Linked DNA regions of Sus scrofa: region 1 is linked to region 2. The links are chromatin contacts, called in public HiChIP or PLAC-seq maps. All regions are on one chromosome and are shown on one strand. The core of a region is the stretch at or near the end of the contact, and the rest is flanking DNA. Distances in the headings are between cores, read along the strand shown. Region 1 holds the start of RNH1 (ribonuclease inhibitor). Region 2 holds the start of TALDO1 (transaldolase 1).

Region 1 (4,755 bases), core at 597-3,096, 170 kb before region 2:
ACATCTTTTGTTCCAACCACCTTCCCTTTGCTGCAAAAACTCATATATGCCAGCTTCCCCCCGGCCTCCTTGGAACAGTTTCTTGAGGCTACCTGAGAGGCTGTCTCTGGGGCTTAAGTCCTAATTTCACCCCAAATAAAACTCAACTCAATTTCCACGTTGTATTTTTTTAGTTGACACCGGTAAGGTCCCTTTTGGACTTCTGGCCTTCTGAACCGTAAAATACTATCTGCAGCCACTTGCTACAGTAGCAGGAGGAAATTAATGCACACCAGAGTTACTACATTCTTCACTTAAGAATAGATAGATAAGAAGTTCGCACAGTGGAAAGAAGTCCAACTAGGAACCACGAGGGTGCGGATTTGATCCCTGGTCTCGTTCAGTGGGTTAAGGATCTGGTGTTGCCGTGAGCTGTGGTGTAGGTCACAGACGCGGCTTGGATCCTGGGTTGCTGTGGCTGTGGTAAAGGCCAGCAGCTACAGCTCCGATGAGACCCCTAGCCTGGGAACCTCCATATGCCACTGGGTGGGGCCCTAAAAAGACAAAAGACAGGAAAAAAAAAAAAAAAGGATACATAGGAGTTCCCATGTGGCTCAGCAGTTAACAAACCCAACTAGCATCCATGAGGACATGGGTTCGATCCCTGGCCTCACTCAGTGGGTTGAGGATCTGGCACTGGGGCGAACTGTGGGGTAGGTCGCACGGCTGGGATCTGGCATTGCTGGGGCTGGGGCTGTAGGCCAGCGGGTGCAGCTCCGAGCTCTGATTTGCCGCCTCGCCTGGGAACTTCCATATGCAGCGGGTGCAGCCCTAAAAAGACAAAAAAAAAAAAAAAAAAAGATATGTATATGCAAACGCAAACACACATGTATATGTATAGATATATATGCAAGCTAACTTTTAATGTCCACATTGCGTTTCACTGTCCCAATGTATTCATTTTACTCAACCAAGCTCTACAGGCCGACACTGAGACTGTTTTCAACAAGCCCTTGTGATAAACCCGACCCCGCGGCCCCCGACGTGCTGTCCCACTTACGTCCTTCGACTTCCCACGCGAGCTGCCCACCCAGCTCCCCCAGGCTTCTCGAGTGACCTAACGGGGAAGAGCTGCAGGGCGGGCAGATGGCCATGCCCAAGGCCCAGGACCCTGTGGGCACCACTCGGGCCAGTCCTCTCTGGCAGAGCTGTCTGTCCGTCCTGGGGGTCGGTTCTCTGTGGTATTAAGATCGAGGGTTACCCAACTTGAGGAGGAAAGTCCGGCGGAGCGCGCCCTCGCTTGTATAGACCTCTGGTTGCCAACAGGGGGACCCCAGGACGGTGCGGCAGACCCCCCACGACGCAGATCACGCAGGCGCAGACCCAGCGCCCGGCGCCTCGACTCCCAGCGCGCCCCGGAGGAGGGGCGGCCGGCGCGCGCGCGTGCGCGGAAGCGCACTCGGTCGCCCTGACGTCTGCCAAGCGCGCCGAAGTTCGCTGGGCGGCGCCGCGACCGCGGCCCGCGAGGCCCCGCCCCGCGGGGAGGCCCGCCCCCGGGGGCCGAGAAGGGGTTCCCCTCCTAGCCCAGCGGACCCTTCGTCCCGCCTCGCGAGTGCGCGTCTCCCCAGGCTCCTCCACTCGCGGCCCGACCAAGGCCGACGCCGCTGAAGGCTGACGCCGGGCCGGTCGGCCGTGTGTTTGCCCCACCCGCTGACGGACCGCGGGAGTGACTGACCTAGACACGTCGACAGACTGTCCCCGTCCCGTAGCCCAGGAGGGAGACGGCCTACTTCCGGCCGGGGGCGGAGCGGGCGAGGTCGCCAGGCGGTGTCGGGGCCAGCGGTGGGCGGGGCCTAGAGCCTGGGGGCGGGGCTCACGACGGCGTTGGAGTGGGCGGCGGGCGGAGTCTCTTTAGGGGCGGGGCCTGTTGACGGGGCGGGGCCAGCTGTGGTCCCCAAGGCGCCCACCCCGCCTCCCGCTGCGCTGGGACTGAAGGGCCGAAAGCGCGTCGGTGGGCGGGGCCTTGCAGGTGGGATCCAGTGCGGATGCGGCCTCTCCGGGCCTGGGCAGTGACCTTAACGTGGCGGTCAAGGGGTCGGTTCTCTGGTTTGAAGCAAGGTCTGAATGTCGGGATTGTGCAGGCACAGACCACGAGAGCTGGAGAGTAAGACAGACAGATGGTTTCGCAAGAAAGTAGCAACTTTTTCATTAAGGCTGCTTTTGTAATCTGGGTGTAATGCTTCATTCTTCTGACGTGGTCAATGCATGGTAACAGTTGATTCGTAAGTGTTTATTAAGTGACTCCTGTGTGCCAGGCTATGTTGTAGGTGCTGAGGCTTCAACACTGCGCGGAACAGACGTCCCCGAAGGAAGGAAGCCCGGGCAGGAGGGCGAGGCGGGCCTGGGAGGATTGCAAGCCGGGCCAGGAGCTGGTGAGCGGCGAGGGGCGCGGCCAGGCTCCACGGACGGAATGAGGCCAGGGGTGCTCAGCGGAAAGAGGACACTGAAGGCACCCGGGGCACCGGGTGTGGCATGGCTATGATGAGGTCAGGTACAGGGCTTCAGGGGGCCATGTGGGGGATCATGGCAGCCCACCAATGGGCATTGGGATGAGCAGGGGTGGGGATGGCGACAGGGCCACGACTGAGGTGGCTGGAGCTCCAGTGAAGGGCCGCCGTGGGAGGGGTGAGGCCATGGAGCAAGAAACAGTAAGGCGACCCAGAGCCTTCCGCTGGTGGGAGCTGGGGATGCTGGGCCGGGGGGGCGGTTTGGGGGAAGGTGATGAATTGGCTAAACTGACTGGCCTGGGCACGAGGGAATTAACGGTGTGGCACTGCTGGTGAAAGAAAGGGGGAGAGGAGGGGCCCTCTGGGGTCCCCCATGCACCTTCACCCAGCAGATCCCGGGCTGCGGCTGAAATCACAGAATGCCCGCCAAACTGAGGCTCACCCACAGGACATTCATTGTCCCCGTCCAGGGCAGGCCTGGACGCCATCCATGCTGCTGGAGTGGCTCGGGCCTGGGGTGGCTGCAGGATGGCCCCAGACGCGTCAGCCACAGGCCCTCGGGGAGAAGTTGTGATATTGGAGGAGACGCGTTCCCGCAGCCCCTCCGCCCACCGTGGACCTGGAGGTGCAGACCTGTTCCCTCAGAGACTCCTCCCCACCCCAGAGGCCCTCCTCTCCTCGGAAGCCCCTCCCCTGGAGCCCCCATCCCTCTAGAGAGCCCAGCTCCTCGAGCCACTGTGGATCGTGCGGAAGGCCTCGTGGCCCCGGTGCAGAGCTTAAGTTCCGCTCCCTGAGCAGGAGACGGGTCAGGAGTGTCCAGTGGCAAGTGGAGTTCAGAAGTCGGGGCCTCTTTGCTTTGCTTCCTTTGTCTTTTTAGGGCCGCAGGTGCGGCATATGGAGGTTCCCAGGCTAGGGGTCGAATCCGAGCTGCAGCTGCCAGCCTACACAGCCACGCGGGATCCGAGCCGCATCTGCGACCCCCACCACCGCTCATGGCGACGCCGGAGCCTTACCCCACTGAGCAAGGCCAGGGATCGAACTGCAACCTCCTGGTTCCTAGTCGGATTCGCTAACCACTAAGCATTGATGGGAACTCCGAGACTGTTTTGTGTTGTCCTGGCCTTTTGTAGGTCTGGTTGATGGGTGTGGTGGCAGGAAGGAGCGCTCCAGCATCAGCCTCAGTAGCTGTAAACACAGCGGGACTGCTTAAGAGCTTAAGGCCGCCTTGCCGCGGGGTGCAGTTACTCTGGGCATGTTAATTTGGGGTTGTCTGTGAGACACTGGGGGACTTGCTGACGGCTTCACGGAGGGGGAAGGAGGGTGTTTAAAGCTGTGGAGAGAAGGCCCTGAGCCGACCCCTGGGCAGATCCCTGCCTCCACGGCCAACCGGGTAAGGAAAGCTCCTTGGGGTGGGGTCACTCAGCTTTGGGGGCCAGGGGGCTGGGGAGGGTGCCATCTTGGCATGGAGCCTGGCACCCCTCAGGTACCTACTCCCCAGAGCGTCCCCTGGCAATGGCTTCCTTCAACATATGCTGGAAAATTTGTCAAAATAAAGCATTTTAATTCAGTTCATTATTGCCATATATTATTTAATGACATAAGTACACATTCCTAAAAATACAAAGACAAAAAAAAAAAAAATACAAAAGGGAGTTCCTGTCGTGGCGCAGCAGAAACTAATCTGACCAGCACCCATGAGGATGCAGGTTTGATCCCTGGCCTCGCTCAGTGGGTTAAGGATCTGGCGTTGCTGTGAGCTGTGGCGTAGGTCACAGACACAGCTCAGATTTGGCTTGGCTGGGGCTGTGGTGTAGGTCGGCAGCTACAGCTCTGGTTCAACCCCTAGCCTAGGAACCTCCATATGCCTCGGGTGCGGCCCTAAAAAATGACCAAAGAAAGAAAAGAAAGTAAAAGATAGAAAAAAATCTCACCAACCTGGAGTTAGGAAAGGAGTTCACAGATTTGACAGGAGAAGTAAACTCCATCAAAGGTAAAAGCCTGCATCCCGATGTTCGCAGAGCTGACAGGAGGGAGGCTCGGAAAGCAGTCCAGCAGCATCTGGTAAAATTGAAACGGTACAGAGTCTTTGACCGGAACGTCCTCTCTGGGAGTCAGGCCACCTCCCGGAAAGCAGGATTCTATCCCAGAGGATGCATAGTACGGCTCGTGGCAGGTGCATTGCCGGCGGTGGCAGAATCGGGACCATGTGGATGGCCACGCGGAGAGTGCAGCTGGCACCGCTAGCACAGCCCTGGCATCTGGCACCGAG
Region 2 (5,072 bases), core at 2,194-4,693:
AGGAGCCCACCTGGAAGGGTCAGAACTGGCCCCCAGCCCCGAGAGCCTGTGTCCCAGCCCTACCCTGCTCCCCCACAGCTCACTCCTTCTGTGACCCTGAGGCTTTACCGGGATCTGTGCTGGACCCCCACGGCCAGAGTCTGGGTTTGCATTAGCGCCTCCTCAAGGCTCCAGAGGCCCCTTCCTGAGGCGCACCAGCACCCTGAGATCCCAGAGTTGGGGAGACACCAGGCATCACTCCCCACCGTCTTCCGGTTACCCGCCCCTGCCCCAGCAACAGGCCCGGGAGGCCCTCGGCCAGCACCACCGGCCCTCTCAGGGGGAGCTCGGGGCAAGCAGGTGGGAAGCAGGGCCAGTTCCCTGAGACGGATCCCGGTGACGGGCAGTGTCGGGTGGGGGTCCGAGGGGTTAACGGCAAAGCTGATAACCAAAATTTAAGACACAATTGAAACAAAAGAAAAAAAGAAAGACAAACATTCTCATGACCAGCAGCAGCGCAGTTCCCGTTGCAGCCGCACAGCTCAGGTGGGACTCAAATCCAGCCAAGACCCAGATCCGGACTTGACGCACTGCCATTTTTTCTTGGCCACGGCAGCGGCCTGATGTGGGATCTCAGTTCCCAGAATCAGATGGGACTTGGGCCGCAGCTGTACAAGCAGCTAGTCCCCCCCAGACCACCAGGGACTCCTGTGAACCCAGTGTCTGTTTTGGTTTTGCTCTTGTTTTTTGCCTGCACCTGCAGCATGTGGCAGTTCCGGAGCCAGGGATCAAACCGAGCACAGCAGGGGCCCAAGCTGAGCCACCAGGGAACTCCAAGGACCCACTGTCTTTCGGTTGAAATTGCTCGCCGGGCCTCAGCACTTGCTGGAGTCCAGCTTATTTATGTCACAGAAGGAGTTCAGAGAGAGGGAATGTGACAGGTCAGAAGTAGATTTACGGTGAGAAATACCGCCCAGACAGCGCGTGGGCCATCTCAGGGGGTGAGCGGCCCCCCAGACTATGAGGTGGTGAGGTTTATTTTTCTTTTTAGGGCCAAACCTGTGGCATATGGACGTTCCCAGGCTGGGGGTCGCATTGGAACTGCACCTGCAGGCCAAGCCCCAGCCACAGCAAAGCCGGATCCAAGCTGCATCTGTGACCTACACCACAGCTGGCCGGAACGTCAGAGGGGTGGGGAGTTTTGATGAGCTGGGTAACTTCATAGGCTAACAAGTGGGAGGAGGAGGCCAACTCTTCTGTAGAAGAGGCAGGGATTTCCAGGAACTGGGCCGCCGCCCGCGTTTTGGCCTTTACCACCGGCCTGGAACTGTGCGGGTGCCTGCGGGCGTCTCAGCTAGCGAAGCACGATGACCGTCCCCTGAGGCAGCGGGTCCCTGGAAGGCGGTTCTTCCGCCACCTTGGACCTGGTTGGTTGTAACCAGTTCGTCAGAGCCTCAAGGACGGTGCCACCCCCCCCCCCCGCCCGCCCGCCTGCCCTCTTGTTTCGCTAGGACTGATTTTGTCCTTAATTCCCTGGGGACACCTTCTGTCAATGAAAAATGAATCAGCAGATCTAAGAAAGAAATGGAACATTTGATTTGAACCAAATTGAGGATTATAACCCAGAAACACCCCCTCAGAAGCCAGCTCCAAGAACTGTTGTGCCCACTAGCCATCAAGGCGTATGCTTAAATGCGTTTTTTGAGCAGGGCTGGACATGAAATGACGTAGTGTGGACAGTTGACACAGTCCAGCTCTTGGGGTCCTCGGGGCCCTTTATTCTCACAAGAAGGAATGCTCTTATGAAAGGGTTGTCCGGCTGACACTGGACGGCTGCTCGTTGCGGCTGAGCAGACATTTCTGCCCGTGGGGAAGGTCGGTCCGTGCATGATTCAGATACACAGTGCACAGCGGGGAGAGGGGAGGAGAAAGGGCAAAAAAAATTTTTTTAATTTTTACAGCTGCACCTACGGCATATGGAAGTTCCAGGGCCAGGCACTGAACTGGAACCACGCCTGCGACCTACACTGCAGCCGAAGCAACACCAGATCCCACTCTGCGGCCTGGGGATTGAACCCTCACCTCCGCAGCAACCAGGGCCACGGCCGGTGGATTCTTAACCCACTGCACCATGGCAGGAACTCCAGAGAATTTTTTTTTTTTTGCTATTTTAGGGCCGCACCTGTGACATATATGGAGGTTCCCAGGTTAGGGGTCAAATCCCAGCTGCAGTCGCCGGCCTACACCACAGCCACAGCAATAAGGGATTCAAGCCTCATCTGTGGCCTACACCACAGCTCACAGCAACGCCAGACCCTTAACCCACTGAGTGAGGCCAGGGATCGAACTCGAATCCTCATGGATCCTAGTCGGGTTTGTTAACCACTAAGCCACAAAGGGAACAAGAAAATTTGTTATATATTTAAATTTTTCTCATCGTGCCACTTTATTTCACACTTCTGAAGTTAGTACCATTTATCTGGGGCAGATTCCCAGAGGTGGGTTCCCAGAATGAAAGGCAGGGGAGACAGGGACCCATCCTGGGACTCAGGTTCTGGAGAAAATGGAACAAGCCCTGAATTAAAGCCACCTCACGTCTCCTAGCCCCTCCCCTGGCACCAGGCCTGTCTGACCTAGTGAGGCCAGGCGAAGAGGCCAGACCGACCGGGAGGACATGCATGCTGGGCGCCCATGCACAGGAGCACCACGCTCCCAGCACACCCCGGCCGCCTGCCCCTTGCGAAATGCGCCCTGACTGCGGGGAGCCACTGTCCCACACCGTGTCAGGGGGACAAAGGCCCTTTTCATTGTCCCCGGAGGCGGGGCGGCCCAGATGCAGGGTGTGAAGGGACTCCGCTTGCCCGAGGTCGGGTTTAAGGCCTCCGCCTTAACTCTGTGGATCCCCGTGGACCCTCACTCCAACTTTCCCAGCGTCCGACAGAGGAGGGAAGTGACGGAGAGCGCCCATCGGGGGTCGCACCGCTCGGGGCCGCGCGTCACTCGGCAGGGCATGGCTTCGGGGGCACTGCCCTGGGGACACACCGCTCCGGGCATCACTACTCCCAAGTGCACGTCGCTGGGGCAGGGCGCATCACTACGGCGCGTCGCGGGCGGAGCGCGCGGAACTCAGCGCTCCGGGGGGCGGCGCATCGCTGCGGGGGTGCAGCGCTCCGGGGATCACTGCCCTCAGGGGCGCATCACTGCGGAATTACGGCTCTGGGGATCACTGCCCTCAGGGGTGCATCACTGCGGAATTACGGCTCTGGGGACCACAGGGCGGGAACACAGCTCCGGCGGGCTCAGGGCCCGGGAGGCCGCCGGGCTGGGGCGCGCCCCGCTGGGGCGGCAACGCCCGGGGGCGGGGCGCCGCGTCTCGGGGGCGGGGCCTCGCCCTGGCGTAGCTGCGCACGGCCCGCCCTCCCGCGCCGCGCTCGGATTGGCCGCGCCCGAGGGCAGGGCCCGCGGGGCATTGTGGGCCGCCCGCTCCCGCCCCCGCTCGCCATGTCGGGCTCCCCGGTGAAGCGGCAGAGGATGGAGAGCGCGCTGGACCAGCTCAAGCAGTTCACTACCGTGGTGGCCGACACGGGCGACTTCAACGGTGAGGGCGCGCGGGGTCCCGGGCTCCGGGAGCGGGCCGGGCGGCAGCGCGGGGCTTCCTGCTCGCAGAGCGCCGGCCGGTGCGGTCCGGGAGGGGAACCGGGGCGAGCGGGCGCGGCGTGCGAGGGAGAGGCGCTGCGAAGGTCGCCCCCGCTCCCTCTCCGCCCCCTGTTCCTGACCCCCTTCTCCCTCCCGCGCCGTCCTCGGCCGCCCTTGCCCCGCCCTGCCTCCCGCGGTTCCCCGCCCCTCTTCTCCCTCGGCCCCCGCCCTCGGCGTTCCCGGCCCCGCTTTGCCCTCGGCCCGAGCCGGGGGTCTGCCCCAGGACCCAGCTCGCGCGGAGCCCGGCGCCTGGGTTTCCTCCGAGCTGCCCGCTCTGAGCCGCCAGTGGGTCAGTGTGTCAGGGGACGGTGCCCAAGTGCTTTGATCTGGAAGAGACTCCAGGTCCACCTGGAGCTGACTCAGGGGATCCGTTTGTGGTTACACAAGGCAGTTCCAGCGAATGTTGATCGCTGAGCGGGAGCAGGAGTTCCGGGCCCAGAAAGACCAGAAACTGCGAATGACACCACCTGCTTTTGACACCACCATGACACCACCTGCTTTTGAAACCTCCTGTTGCACACACTTCCCACCTCTGCTCAGGGGACAGCTGTGCACGCTGGTGGCCGTGGCCAGGGCGGGCCAGTTAGAGGTGAACCACGTGGGGCCAAGAAACTGCGGGGGTAAAACCCGGTGCGCGGAGGACAGCAGAGCTTCTTCAAAACCTAGATTTGGATCATGTCCCTTTGAGAGACCTGGGGGGACCTAGCTCTCCTGCCCTCTGCAGAGCCCAGGCGACCTAAACGTCCATTATCTGTGGCTGTGAACAATTAAGATTTTCAGGAAAGCCACGAAACTCTGTGGGGCACACAATACAGAAGGGACTTCCTCCCTTTTCTGCTTTCTCATGCTGACTTGAGAAACAGGCTTTAATCCCTCTTTGGTAACTCGGAGGCTTTATCTGGCAGAGCCTGGGAGAGTGAGTAAGCGTGTTTGGCTGCTTAAGTGTAAAAGTTGGAGATAGCATGGGCTTGAGTTTACCCTGTGCTTTAAACCAGATGGCCTCGCCTGTTTTCCATTGGGTCTCACTGGCAGCAGCCACAGGATGGTTCCTTGGCTGCACCCTGCGTTAGTGTAGGGCCACCAAGGCGGGCTGGGTCCTGGGGAATGGTAGCTTATTTTATCCTCCCCCCTTTTTTCTCTTTTTACAAACACCTAAATCCAACTGCTAACATTTAAAAGTTTTAAATGGGGAGTTCCCGTGGTGGCTCAGTGGTTAACGAATCCGACTAGGAACCATGAGGTTGCAGGTTCGATCCCTGGCCTCGCTCATTGGGTTAAGGATCTGGCATTGCCGTGAGCTGTAGTGTAGGTTGATGACGCAGCTCGGATCCCACGTTGCTCTGGCTCTGGCGTAGGCCGGCGGCTACAGCTTCAATTAGACCCCTAGCCTGGGAACC

The links. HiChIP or PLAC-seq counts read pairs in DNA pulled down with a chosen protein or histone mark.
Region 1: a contact with region 2 is called in an H3K27ac HiChIP or PLAC-seq map of alveolar macrophages. The contact joins the promoter of RNH1 here to the promoter of TALDO1 in region 2. A contact is called at or near these places in 1 of 47 Hi-C or Micro-C datasets (epiblast stem cells) and 1 of 2 datasets of contacts at active chromatin or transcription factors (alveolar macrophages).

The regions. Positions count from the first base shown.
Region 1 is chr2:288,676-293,430 of Sscrofa11.1, forward strand. RNH1 (ribonuclease inhibitor) reads right to left here and starts at 1,847. Exons shown (of 10, transcript XM_021082542.1): 1 at 1,715-1,847.
Region 2 is chr2:461,338-466,409 of Sscrofa11.1, forward strand. TALDO1 (transaldolase 1) reads left to right here and starts at 3,444. Exons shown (of 8, transcript NM_001244935.1): 1 at 3,444-3,577. The coding sequence starts at 3,481.